2 separate regions of the Mus musculus genome follow, and region 1 is linked to region 2. A link is a contact called in public HiChIP or PLAC-seq data. All regions are on one chromosome and are shown on one strand. Each heading gives the region's core, a stretch centred on a gene start, on an enhancer-like site or on the middle of the called end of the contact. The rest is flanking DNA. Distances are from core to core; before and after follow the strand shown. Region 1 has its middle 65 kb from the start of Gm40329. Region 2 overlaps Tmem132b (transmembrane protein 132B).

Region 1 (5,932 bases), core at 228-2,727, 530 kb after region 2:
CCTGATCTTTGCTTCCCTGAAAGAGGCACAGCCAAGAACTTCTCCTGGTGTCCCTCTGGGACCCCTTTGCTGACTTGTGTGAGGCTGGGGCCTGGCTGTCTCTACTAGGTCGTGCCACCTTGGAAAATTCGTGTTTGCTATCCTAACTCTGCTGAACTAGACTGCTGGTGTATCCGTGAAGTGTTTACAAGTGGATTGAGCTACCACTGCTAACCTGTGAACTGAACTGTCGATTTCGAGACAACACAGACAACAGGAGTTGCTCCAAAGAACCTTTCTATACAGATCCACTTCCCTCATTTCCTTTCTTTTCCACTACCTCTGGTGGGTGATGGGCTACAAGGGACACATTTAAGAACCATCACTAAAAATAGGTTTTAGAAAAAATTAAAGTTACAAGGTATTTACATTACAATTCACTAGCAATAGCAAAATTGCAGTTATGAGGTAACAACAAAATAATTTTATGGTTGGGGTCACCACAACACGAGGACCTGTTCTGCCACGTTCTCCGGTCGAGTCAGCGTAACAGGCTGAGGCTTGAAAGCTACTCATGAGGCAAAAGAGTTTCACAGAAACTCACTCCTGGAGTCTGGCGTGTATGGATCCATGTGCTCTCTTTTAGTATTATCTTATTATAAGTGCCTTTTAAGATTGAATTCTGACATAGCTAAAGCCTTCTGCCAGTGTTCCAACAGTCCTAGAACGTCCTTGAGCAAGACCATGGGCTTGAAATTCAGTAAGAATGTTGCTAATCAGAATAGCCTCTGGTACTACACTATCACTTTGAATAAAAGCTAAGTCACTCCCTTACACAGGAATTTACCATCACTAAGGAAGAAGGAAGTTTCAGACTATAGCTGAGTTACACCCATACACACGTATTTACAATGGCCTAAGGGGAAGGTGGACTATACAATAGACTAAAATAGGAACTATGGCAAGGGCGCGAAGCCCTTGACCCTGGCTTCTAAGATTAGTGAATCTTAGGGGGAGCCCTTGTTGTTCCCAGTTGTTAACAATAAATTCTATCCCAGGTGGTTCCTGTTAGACCTTTTGTGTTTGCATTCCTCTGTTTTTGTAAGATTCCAGTTACCTCTTTGTACCTTGCGGGTATGTCATCCAACTTCCTTATTGTCTTCTGCATAAAAAGTCTGATGCTCGATTTGACATTACATTCAGATCCAACACAACCTCTCCTGTGTGCATCCGTCTGTCAATTCATCCGACGCTTTGCCCACCCGCAACTAGAGACCCGCTCCACACAGACAAAGGGGCCCAGAGGGTCTGCGGCACTGTTCTAAAGGATCACAGCATTAGGAAGGTTGAGAACCACTGTTATAAAGAGTGCTAAGGGTTTGGATCTGAAATGTCTCAAAGGCTAACAAGCTATAGGCTTGGTCTCAGTCACAGCAGTGTTCAGGGCGATGTTTGGGGAGTGGTTGGACCTGAGAGCTCTGATCCGGACCTATGTATAACTTGATGGTCTGCAGAAAGGTGACAGATGGGGGGTGGGACCTCGCTGAAGAAAGTGGATAGTTGGGGACTATATCCTGTCCTTGTTCCTCGTCCCTGCTGCTCTTGCCTTGCTGACTGCATAAGGCAAACTGATTTACCCTGACCCTGGGTCACACCACAGCCCAGAAACAAGACAGCTAGTGGAATACTTTTGAAACTCTAAAATTTATTTCTCTCAAATGTTTCTTACAGTTATGGAAAGCTGACTAACAAAGAGGGTGTCTACAGACCCATGTCAGAATAAATGTCAGCCAGGGGAGATTTACAGGGCCATAATATCTCCGGGTGCCTGTTGTCCCTCCCTCTCCCCACCTCCTGTCAATTTAACAAAGGTGCAACCAAACCTACACACTTCTCACCCAGGCCTTAGGGGATTTAGAGCATTTTTAACCTGCAGCTTTTGTGGTTAACCCCCTCTGTGTCTTTGAGATGCAAATATGCCTTTAAAAGCCCCTTTTTCATTTTACAACCAAGATTCTTCTTAAGAACCCAGAGCCATCCTGCTAAGAGGGACCCATCCAAGGAAGTAAAGCCCATTCCAGCCCCTGTGTGTGTGTGTGTGGGGGGGGAAATAGCCCACCTAGGGTGCAGAGACCTCTCTCAGAATCACAGCACAAAAGTTTACCCTGAGAGCACATTTAACTCTGAGGATGAAAATTATGTGAATCTCAGGTAAATGGGTGCAAGTGGACATCCTTAAGCTGAAAGGTTAAAAGCAAGAAACAAGGTTCAGAAAGACAAATGTTGCTTTCTCTCACATGCAGAATCTAGACCCTACCCCCATCCCACCCCAACTCCTCCACATACTCAGGAAAGGAGAAATAAATAGAGGCACAGCATAGATCAATAGATCTGTCTTGAAAGCAGAAAGGGAGATTATCTGTGGAGAGAAAAGAGACTAGGAAGGTGAGAAGATGGGGGGAGGGGGAGAGCAAAATTTAATGGCATGTTTAAAGATATTATAATGAAACTCGCCCCTCCCCTTTTTTGTGTGTTAACCAAATTGGTTGGTTTTGGACCCTGGGACAAGGGACTGAGGTGCATATTTTACATGTCAAAGCAGACCTGGCCTCCAGGTTCTCCCAGCATCCCTCAGTCCCTACTTGGCAGACCCTGCCCCCAACCCTGAACTTTCCAACTCAGTGACTGGGCTGCCCTTTCCCCAGAGACTCATCCCTATATAATCTAGACATTCTGGTCTGTCACTTTCCTCCTTCTCCTCCTCCTCCTCCTCCTCCTCCTCCTCCTGCTCCTGCTCCTCCTGCTCCTCCTCCTCCAGTTTCTCTGTGCTCTTTCTCTCTTTCTTCCCCCGCCCCACCCACCCAAAGGTGACTTCCCTGGCCTCAACCCTTGGAGTATGCTCACCCACTAGAGAGCAGCTTCCTAATCTGCCTTTAATCTAATATCTAATCTGATTTAAATTGGCTCATGTCACTAGTAGAGAAATAACCTATCAAAAATCAAACAAGGCCAATTAGCAAAGACATGACTCTGTTGACCTTTGCTACCGCAAAATTGAGCTCAGACCATGACAGTTGTGATGATAGTGGTAATTTAGGATTTGGGTGATCCAGTGAACGTTCACAGGCTTGTGGTGAAGTGTGATCACTTTCCCAGTGGGATGGGTGATGTAGGATAGAATGCAAGTGTGGTGGTTTGAATTATAATATCCCATCGGAGCCTATAGGTTCTTTATATTTGCATGCTTAGAGTCCAGTGGATAAGCTGCTTGGGAAAGTTTAGGAGGTGTGGCTTTGTTGGAGATGTGTCTATAGGGGTAAGGTTTGCAGTTTCAAAAGCCTAAAACAGGTCTCAGCTTGCTCTCTCTCTCTCTCTCTCTCTCTCTCTCTCTCTCTCTCTCTTTGCCTGTTACATAAAGCTCTCAGTTACAGCACCATGCCAATCTGTTTCCCACTATGATGGTCATGGACCAACTTTCTAAAATGGTAATCGAGCCCTCAGTCAAACACTTTCTCTTATAATAGTTACCCTGGTCATGATGTCCCTTCACAGCAAAAAGAAAAGAAACTAAGGCAAGCAGATAAAGTTTTAGGGATAGGAGAGCAGACTGGAGAGCCTTACCTAGAAATCCAGTTGAAGCCTGTTGGCAGCAAAGAAAAACTCCAGAACAATTAACAACCCTTGTCTCATCTTTGGCCACACATACCACACACACATCTTTGGCTCTTAAGGTACATCTCGAAAGGCTACTCAACCCCCCCCCCTTCTCTGATAGCACATAGAATTATAATCTAATTTGACAAAGTAAAGCTGTAAGACCCCCGAAAATGGGGAGACCTCTGCTCAAGTCCAGGGATGAGCTGGCCGGCACCCCAATAACTCGAGAGAAAACCACACCTGATGCAAGCTGCAAGAGGCTTTATTGTCAGCTAGCTGAGGACCAACTCCTTTTACTGTGCAGGGAAGGGGAGTTCGACCCTGAGCAGTAACAGTAGGGGGCTTTTAAAGGAAAAAGTGAGGAATTGGGAGAAGTTGGGAGGAGCTGGGAGGAGAGTTGGGAGGAGTTGGGCTACAACTCTTCTCTGGCAGGTGGTCTTGGTAAAATTACAAGGCATGAGGAGTGGGAAGTGAGTTGTAGCTCTTCTTTGTGGAGTTTATCTCTGTGTCCTTGCACAGGGAGCCAGGCAAGCGCCTGGCTATGTCCTTTTACAATTATCGTATCTCTGGTTGTAAGGTATAGAAACAAAAAGGCTTTTTGCTGGCTATAGAGAACAAAGAGCTTCTTTCTGGCTGTATTTTTAGAGATCAGGGAAAACAAGCTTGGGGAACATCCAGGAGCTTTACCTTTCAGGGAGAAACTCTAAGTCGGGGTCTCACAAAGCCAGGAGCCACTAGGGCTACATAGGAGGCTTAGGACATGCCTTTTCCCTGTGAGCAGCGTTTCTGGTGACATTTCTAGAAAATTGCAGGTTCATAACTAGGAAGGGAGAAAGGCCTCACCTGTCTGTCTTCCTTTATCTGCCTACCTAACTTCCTTAAAGGAGCCCACAGCCATACTCCTAGGTCTGTCTTGCTTTTTTTTTTCTTTCTAAGTTCATGCCATTCTCTCTTTAAAAAAAATTTTTATTAGATATTTTCTTTATTTACATTTCAAATGTTATCCCCTTTCCTAGTTTCCCCTCTGAAAATCCCCTATCCCCTCTCCCCATGCTCTTCTCTTAATCCTTGGGCTTAAATCTTTATTAAAACCTCTTCATTTGGCAGCCAGGATGTCAGCTGCAATGTTGATTGCCAGCATGTTGGGAGTGGGGGTCATCTGAATACCTGTTCCTGGGCCAGGCTCAGAATAGACAATCTCTGATTTGTTCCCTTTGGGATAAGAATTGGATTTTGAGCCGATAGATCCATGTTTGTGGCTTATGGTAACTGTATGTGAACAACAACAACAATCCTGTTGAATTTAAAGTTTTAAGATTTCAGCACACATTTAAAAAGACTTCGACACTTACAGCAGTTTTCTTTTTATTGTGGAAACTCACCCAAACTCCATGGGTCCCATGTACAATGGTACTAGTAATGTGTAATTGATTTACCTGATTAAATCCATACAATCCTGAGTCACAGATCTCCATAGCTTCACTTCCCAGTATTGATCTGGCAGATGAAAGAGTAGATTGAGTCTGTGCTGATGGGAAATTGTTATTTTTCTGTTAGAAGAGTGGCTCGAGACAGACCACACAAGGACAAACAGTCCATGTGAGGTTTATTATAGGAAAGAAGGGTAAAGGTGGCAGCAAAGGAGAACGGGGTGGGAAGAGAGAGAGTAAGGTCAGAGGGGTCTTCCTTTATTTGGATAGTGATGTAACCACAGGTAAAGGTGGGAGGTGAATCAAATGGACTCTGGGAATATGGTGGCGCTTGCCATGGCAACAGGTATGTGTTGGGTCACTGTCATCTAGGTGTGATATCACTGGGTTCGGAGCTGATCCTGATATCAACAGTTATATATCAACCCGTTGGTGGGGAGTAGGGATTGTATAGGCTGCTGGCACTGGCCTTTGTCACCATGATGGAGTAAGAGTCTTGCAAGAGAATGGCTGCCCCATGGGGCCCAGATGTCAGAACATCTGTTTTGCCAGATGTCAAAGGCTCTGCTGGCTTCAAATTCTGTTCACTTCACATGTGTTGGCTTAACTGTGATGTTAAGATGGGAAAGTATAGTGAAAATAAACGTGGCCAATGTGACATTGCCTAGTGTGTGTAAAATCCTATTTTGGTAAGTTCATAAGGATTGTTTTTCTTTCTCAATAGAAAGGCACGGCTTCTGATTCCTGCTTTGTTACTAGCATGCCATGCATTCTTGGCTGAGGAATGAGACTTCTCTGAGCCTTCCTTGGTTTTAAGAGTTGTGAAATGGAATGTATCACAACACTTGGGGCTACTGTTTTAGATT
Region 2 (5,917 bases), core at 676-3,175:
CTGAATTGGCCTTTTGAAATTGAATGAGTCTCCAATGTTTTGCTTTGTTTTGTTTTGTTTTTGTTTTCATAAGCGTGAAGACCTGAACTCGAACCTCAGAATCCATGTTTAAAAAAGAAAAATACTGGGCTTGGTGGCACGTGCTTGTAAGCCCAGCACTGGGGAAGTGGGGATGGAAAGATCCCTGAGCTCATTGCCTCATTTGGCATGAACTGGTCATGAACAACATCTATGGGGTCCCATGGTCCTCTTCTGCCCCCTGTAGGACTACACAACCCAGTGAGGGGATCCAAGGCAGGAACTCCAATAGGGCAGGAACATGGAGGCAGGAACTGATGCAGAGGCCATGGAGGGATGCTGCTTACTGGCTTGCTCCCCATGGCTCGCTCAGCCTGTTTTCTTTTAGCATCTAGGACCATCAGCCTAGGGATGGCTCCACCCACAGTGGGCTGGGCCCTCCTCCATCAATCATTAAATACTCTTCAGGCCTGCCTACAGCCCTAACTTATGGAGACATTTTCCCAACTGGAGTTCTCCCCTCTCAGATGACTCATATCAAACTCATATAAAATTAGCTGTTGATATAAAGAATAAATTTGTAGGCTCATATCTACCTTGACCTTATATCCTAGATTTCAAGACTGAATGCTGTTCATAAATCACCAAGTGTAGGGAAGTCAGGTTGTAATCAATGGATTTTATTTAATTCATTGCTATCACTAATATTATTGTGTGCATACATATGTTTTGGGGCCAGGTAAACCTTGGGTATCATTTCTTAGGAGCCACCCACATTCAAAAAATATTACTTCTGTGTATGAGTGTTTGTCTGCTTTTTTTTTTTTTTTTTTTTTTTGGTGGTCACATATGTGCAGGAGGCCATGGACAGCAGATGAGGGTGTCCGGTCCTCTAGAACTGAAGTCACAGATGATTGTAAGTCACCATGTGGGTGCTAGATACTGAAGCTAGGTCCTTTGCAAGAGCAAAAAGTGCTCTTAAGTACTGAGCCGTCGCTCTAGACCCCACCTTGCTTTTTGAGTTGAGGACTTGCTGACTAGGTGAAGCAGGCTGGTCGGTGGAGCCTCAGGGATGTGCCAGTGCTGAGATTAAAAGCACACAGCACCTTGCCTGGCTCTTTACATGGACTCTGGGGAATCAAACACTGGTCCTGAGGCTTGTATGGCAAATACTTTACCTTTAACAGTGCATGAAGCTGTGGGGCACCTTTCAGACCAGAGGAAGGTCCGGGAGCAGGCTGATCCGTTCCTAGCATTTATTTTTTTCTTCTTCTGGTAATCTTTTGTCCTTATCCCTACTCCTGTTCAGCATCAGACACAGAATGACGCCTCACAGACTGGGCCAGAGATCCATTTTGTATTCCTCAAGGATTTTCTGGGTTAAAAAAAAAAATGGACTAATATGAAAACACTGGACAAATTGCTCCTGAGTAATTCAGTTTGGGGGGGTGTGTGGAAGCAGGGGAAACTATGAAGGTATGAAGGACACCCCCACATTCCCACAGATGTGCGGTGCTGTGTGCATGGAAGCACCCTTCACGCAAAGCATGAGATCGCCACTTTGCCAAAGGCACTCCCCCAAGTTACCATTTATAATAGCTCTCCTTGGTAGCTCCCCTCAAGCTAGACAGGCTAGTCTCTGTCCAACACTGGAGGTGTTTCCACAGAACAGTGTCCCCAGTACAGAGGGGACACCTTGGCAGATGGGAAGCCATGTCCCTGTGAATTTGATATTCAAGCGTTGTGTGTTGGCTCCCTGGCTGTTTCTGTCTGGTCCCTGCAGGCGTTTATCTTTTTGACCCCGGCTCCTGCTAAGATTCAGGGCGGGGCTTCTGAAGGAGCTGGTTTGTGAGCACCTTGGAGAGTCTGCACTCCCAGATGCAGGCAGCCAGCCCTGCCCCTGTGGGATGCTCTAGATTGGAGTCTGTTTCATCCTTAATGAATGAACTGTGCAGCTCCCAGCAGGGGAGGCTTTTACCCAGCGGTTCTCCACTTAAAATCACGCTCTCCTTCTCTCTCCCAGACAACGCCTTTGCTCTCAGGAATTTAGCCTGTGGCTTTGGGGGCGACAGACACAGGTCTTGCCTTGGTGGGGGACAGTGATCTCCCCATCTTGAGCTCTGTTCTTCCTTTCATAAAACGTCTGCACCCTCTGCCTTCCATGAACGCAATGGATGTGTTTGGTAAAAACAAGAGCCACATAGAAACATCTAGAAAACAGTGACATGGAGATGCCTGGCTAGGCCCCTTCATATACCCCCTCCCCCACGCCCTCGGAGACTTTTCCTCGTTTGTCCTGCTTGGGGTGGAAGATCAGCCTGGGTTGGGTAAGGCCTTCCTACTCCACATATTGAAACAAAACAAACAAACAAACAAACAACAGCTGTCTGTCTGTCTCTGTCTCTTTTTCTCTGACTTTCTCTCTCTCTGTGCCTTTCTCTGACTCTGTGTCTGTCTCTTTCTCTGTCTCTCTCTGACTCTGTCTCTCTGTCTCCTTTTCTAACTTTCTGTCTCTGTCTCTCTTTCTCTCTCTGTGTGACATCTATGCTTTCTTTCAATATCCTGGGAATTTGGGAGTCTTTCTTAGCATCAGAGTGACCCAGGGCTCCCTGTTTGAACCCCAACTACTCCATTGTTAGTGGCAAGGTAAGGTGTCAGGCTTACACATTCTGTAATGTGATGGCTGTCATATTCTGTCATTTCTGACTGTCACTGAGTTTGAAAATGAATATCAATGGTGCTGGAGATTAGTACTTTACTTACAAAGGCCCCTTGTGTGGAGAAAGACTTGGTCCCCAGCTTGTGGCTAGTGTCAGGCACCTTCAGCAGGTGGGGCTTAGTGCGAAGAGGTTAGACCATTGGCTGCAGAGCCTGGAGGAAGTCAGGTCATTGGAAGGTGGGGGTGGAAGGCTGTGGGGGGAGGGGGGACCAAATGGGAGGAAGTCAGGTCATAGAGGGCAGGTGGGGGTGGGGGGCAGGAAGTCAGGTCATTGGGGGTGGGACCTAATGGGAGGAAGGCAGGTTATTGGGGGCAAATCCTTGAAAGGACTAACAGATTTAAGTTTTCAAGAGAAGCCAGGCATCAGGGTGGGGCTATGGCTTATCAGGAGAGCGCTCTCCTGGCATGCACAAAACCCTGGGTTCTATTCTCAGCACTGCTTAAACCAGGTATGGAATCGAAGGCAGGAGGACCAGGAGTTCAAGGTTATCCTCAGCCGTGTAGCAAATTGGAGGCCAGCCTGGGCTACCTGCCTCAAAAGCAAAACAAACAATCCAATAACAGAAGTTGTTTCTTGGGAGTTTGGTGGCAACAGGAGAGAGTAGAGGAAGGGAAAGATCATTCTAGACTCTTCTATTTTTTAAAGTTTTACACGTGGAAACATTTCATTTATTCAACACACTTAAACCTTTAAAATTAACACTTTAAACATTAAGTTGAGAAGAGAAGTAAAAGAGGCTCAGAGAGAGCAAGAATTTTCTGGGCATCATACAGCAGTGGGGAGGTAAGATCAGCGTCCCTCCTGCATCTCGCGGAGCTGTTTATTTTGTCACCTTGGCAATCTTCCTACACTGCCGCTGCCGCTGGGGGCTTTGCTTAGAAGAGACTATTCCGAGCTCTCCCTACCTTTTTAACTAGTGAGCTGGTATGCTTCACCAGCTGATGGAATTAATTGGGTTCTCTGTGGCCCTGCAGTCCTCCCCCTCCTATGTTTCAGTGGCCTCAGCCTGGAAGCCAGACGTGCTTTCTGCAGGACCCCGGGTTTCGAGATCTACCTCTGAGTCTATTTGCTGTTCCTTGGCGGCTCCCCCAGGTTGGCGCCACCACTTAGTGTTTCTAAGCTTGGCAGCTGCCTCAGGCCAGGTGCAGCTACCCAGTGCCTCGGACAGAATTCCAGTAACTTCCAGGTCTCTTCATGGCCTCACCTTCCTTCACCGGTGCCAGAAAAAAATAATGATTTTTTGGCTACAGCAAGCAGGATGACAAACTCGGGGCCTTTGTGGAGCCGGGCAGGCGGCCTTTCTAGTTGCCTGGCGCAGATGTATTTAAATGACATTTTATTTTTTTCTTGAAGATTAGAAAGGGAGAGAGCTGGATCCGTTGTGGGGCCTGGGGTGTGGTAATTAGTTCTTTAGCGGTGTCCCTGGCTCCTCGGCACAGTGGTTCATCAAGACATCTGGGGGAGGGTGCACTGCTTCCAAAACCAAGATGAATTAGAACGGTCACTTTTCTTAGACCCAAGGAGAGATGCCGACATCTGGGAATTAGCCAGTTGCTTGAGATTCCCCAGGGTGGGTAGACCAGCATGGAGTAGCTGATGGCCTGCTGCTTGCATTAGGCACAGTGTTAAGTCTGAAAGGAGGTGAGGGTGGGGCTTCAGGAACTGTGGTCTGAACATAGGATGGAAAACATATACAAAGGGGAGTGAGTGTCATGAGACCTTGTCTGTTCCAAGTACCCCAGCTCCACCATCCTAAAAGGATATTGTCTCGTCAGAGTCCCAGGGGTCCTCAGCTGTTTCTCCTAGATGGCAGGGGGTGATGGGGTAAGCCATTTACCCCCCTCCCGCCCCGCACCCCATGCCCTGACTTCCAGGCCTGTGTTTGTTCTGGAAATTGACCCCTAGGGCACCCCTGAATATGTAAGTATGTAAGGTATCATATGGGTGTGTGGATGTGTGTGTACACGCTGAGGGAGGCCACAGGTTGACTGTAGCTGTCTTCCTCTGACACGATCCACTTTACTTAACTTTTTTTTTTTTTTTTTTTTTTTGGTTTTTCGAGACAGGGTTTCTCTGACTTAATTTTTTTGAAAAGTATTTTATGTGTATGGGAGTTTTTTTTTGTTTGTTTGTTTTGTTTTTTTTAAAAGATTTGTTTATTATATGCAAGTACACTGTAGCTGTTTTCAGACACTCCAGAAGAGGGTGTCAGATCTTGTTACGGATGCTTGTGAGACACCATGTGGTTGCTGGGATTTGAACTCAGGACCTTTGGAAGAGCAGCTGGTGCTCTTAACCGCTAAGCCATCTCTCCAGCCCCGTGTATGGGAATTTTGCCTACATGTGTGCCTTGTGCCTGCAGAGGCCAGAAGAGGGCATTGGGTCCCTTGGAACTGGAGTTACAGATGGCTGTGAGCTGCCATGTGGGTGCTAGGTATCGAACCTGGGTCCCCTGAAAGAGAAACAAGTGCTCTTAGCTGCTGAGATCCATTCTAGCCATCTGCCTTGGTTTTTGGGACGGGGTGGGGAGTGGGGTGGGGATCTCTTACTGGAGCCTCTCAACTGGCTAGACTGGCTGGCGGTGAGCTCCGCAGGTCTTCCTGTCTCCAGGGCCGGCCTGTCTCTGCATCTTCTTGAAGATGGGACTTACAGACTCTGCTGCCATTCCTGGCTTTTACACTGAACTCTGTCTGGTCTTCCTATTTTGGGGGACAAACACTTTACTCACTGAGCTCTCTCCCCATCCTGGGTCCTGCTTATTGAACTTCCTATGGTAACTTGCTCTGCCTCCCAGGCTTTGATGGACGAACTGTATCCTTTTTTAGTGCTGGGCCTGCACACTCAGGCCCAGCACTTTGTGTATTTCTGGGGGCCTAGCACACGGTGGGTGTTAACAGGACTCTCAGGATGGAAACACGCTGTCTCATCCCAGGTGGCCCCTTGCCAGTGTGTGCCCTCGGTTCCTGGGTGAGAGCACGGAGTCGGTGCCAAGCCTCTTCCGTTGCCCAGGCATCTCAGAGCCCACGCTTTGTTGCTGGAGGACTGTGGTGTGGCTGTTCCCTGGAGCTTGGACGTGAACATCCCCGTCTGAGATCAGAACGGTTGTGCTTCCATAGTCACGTGGGTGGAGGAGGTGCCAGGTTCCTGAGGCACACAGAAAACTCCTCAGAGGCCTCTCT

Evidence for each region. HiChIP or PLAC-seq counts read pairs in DNA pulled down with a chosen protein or histone mark.
Region 1: an H3K27ac HiChIP or PLAC-seq map of embryonic stem cells shows a contact between it and region 2, with 4 times the contacts expected there. The contact joins two enhancer-like sites. A contact is called at or near these places in 3 of 115 datasets of contacts at active chromatin or transcription factors (differentiating embryonic stem cells and embryonic stem cells).

What each region holds. Positions count from the first base shown.
Region 1 is chr5:126,103,189-126,109,120 of GRCm38.p6, forward strand. No RefSeq gene overlaps it. Among named protein-coding and RNA genes, the nearest start is that of Gm40329, 65 kb to the left of the region's middle. Within about 2 kb of position 1,478, at least 7 of the 459 cell types and tissues checked have an H3K27ac peak or open chromatin away from gene starts, as enhancers often do. A contact at or near this core is called in embryonic stem cells, where this site is marked.
Region 2 is chr5:125,573,121-125,579,037 of GRCm38.p6, forward strand. The region is part of intron 1 of Tmem132b (transmembrane protein 132B); the gene reads left to right. Among named protein-coding and RNA genes, the nearest start is that of Tmem132b, 44 kb to the left of the region's middle. Within about 2 kb of position 1,926, at least 18 of the 459 cell types and tissues checked have an H3K27ac peak or open chromatin away from gene starts, as enhancers often do. A contact at or near this core is called in embryonic stem cells, where this site is marked.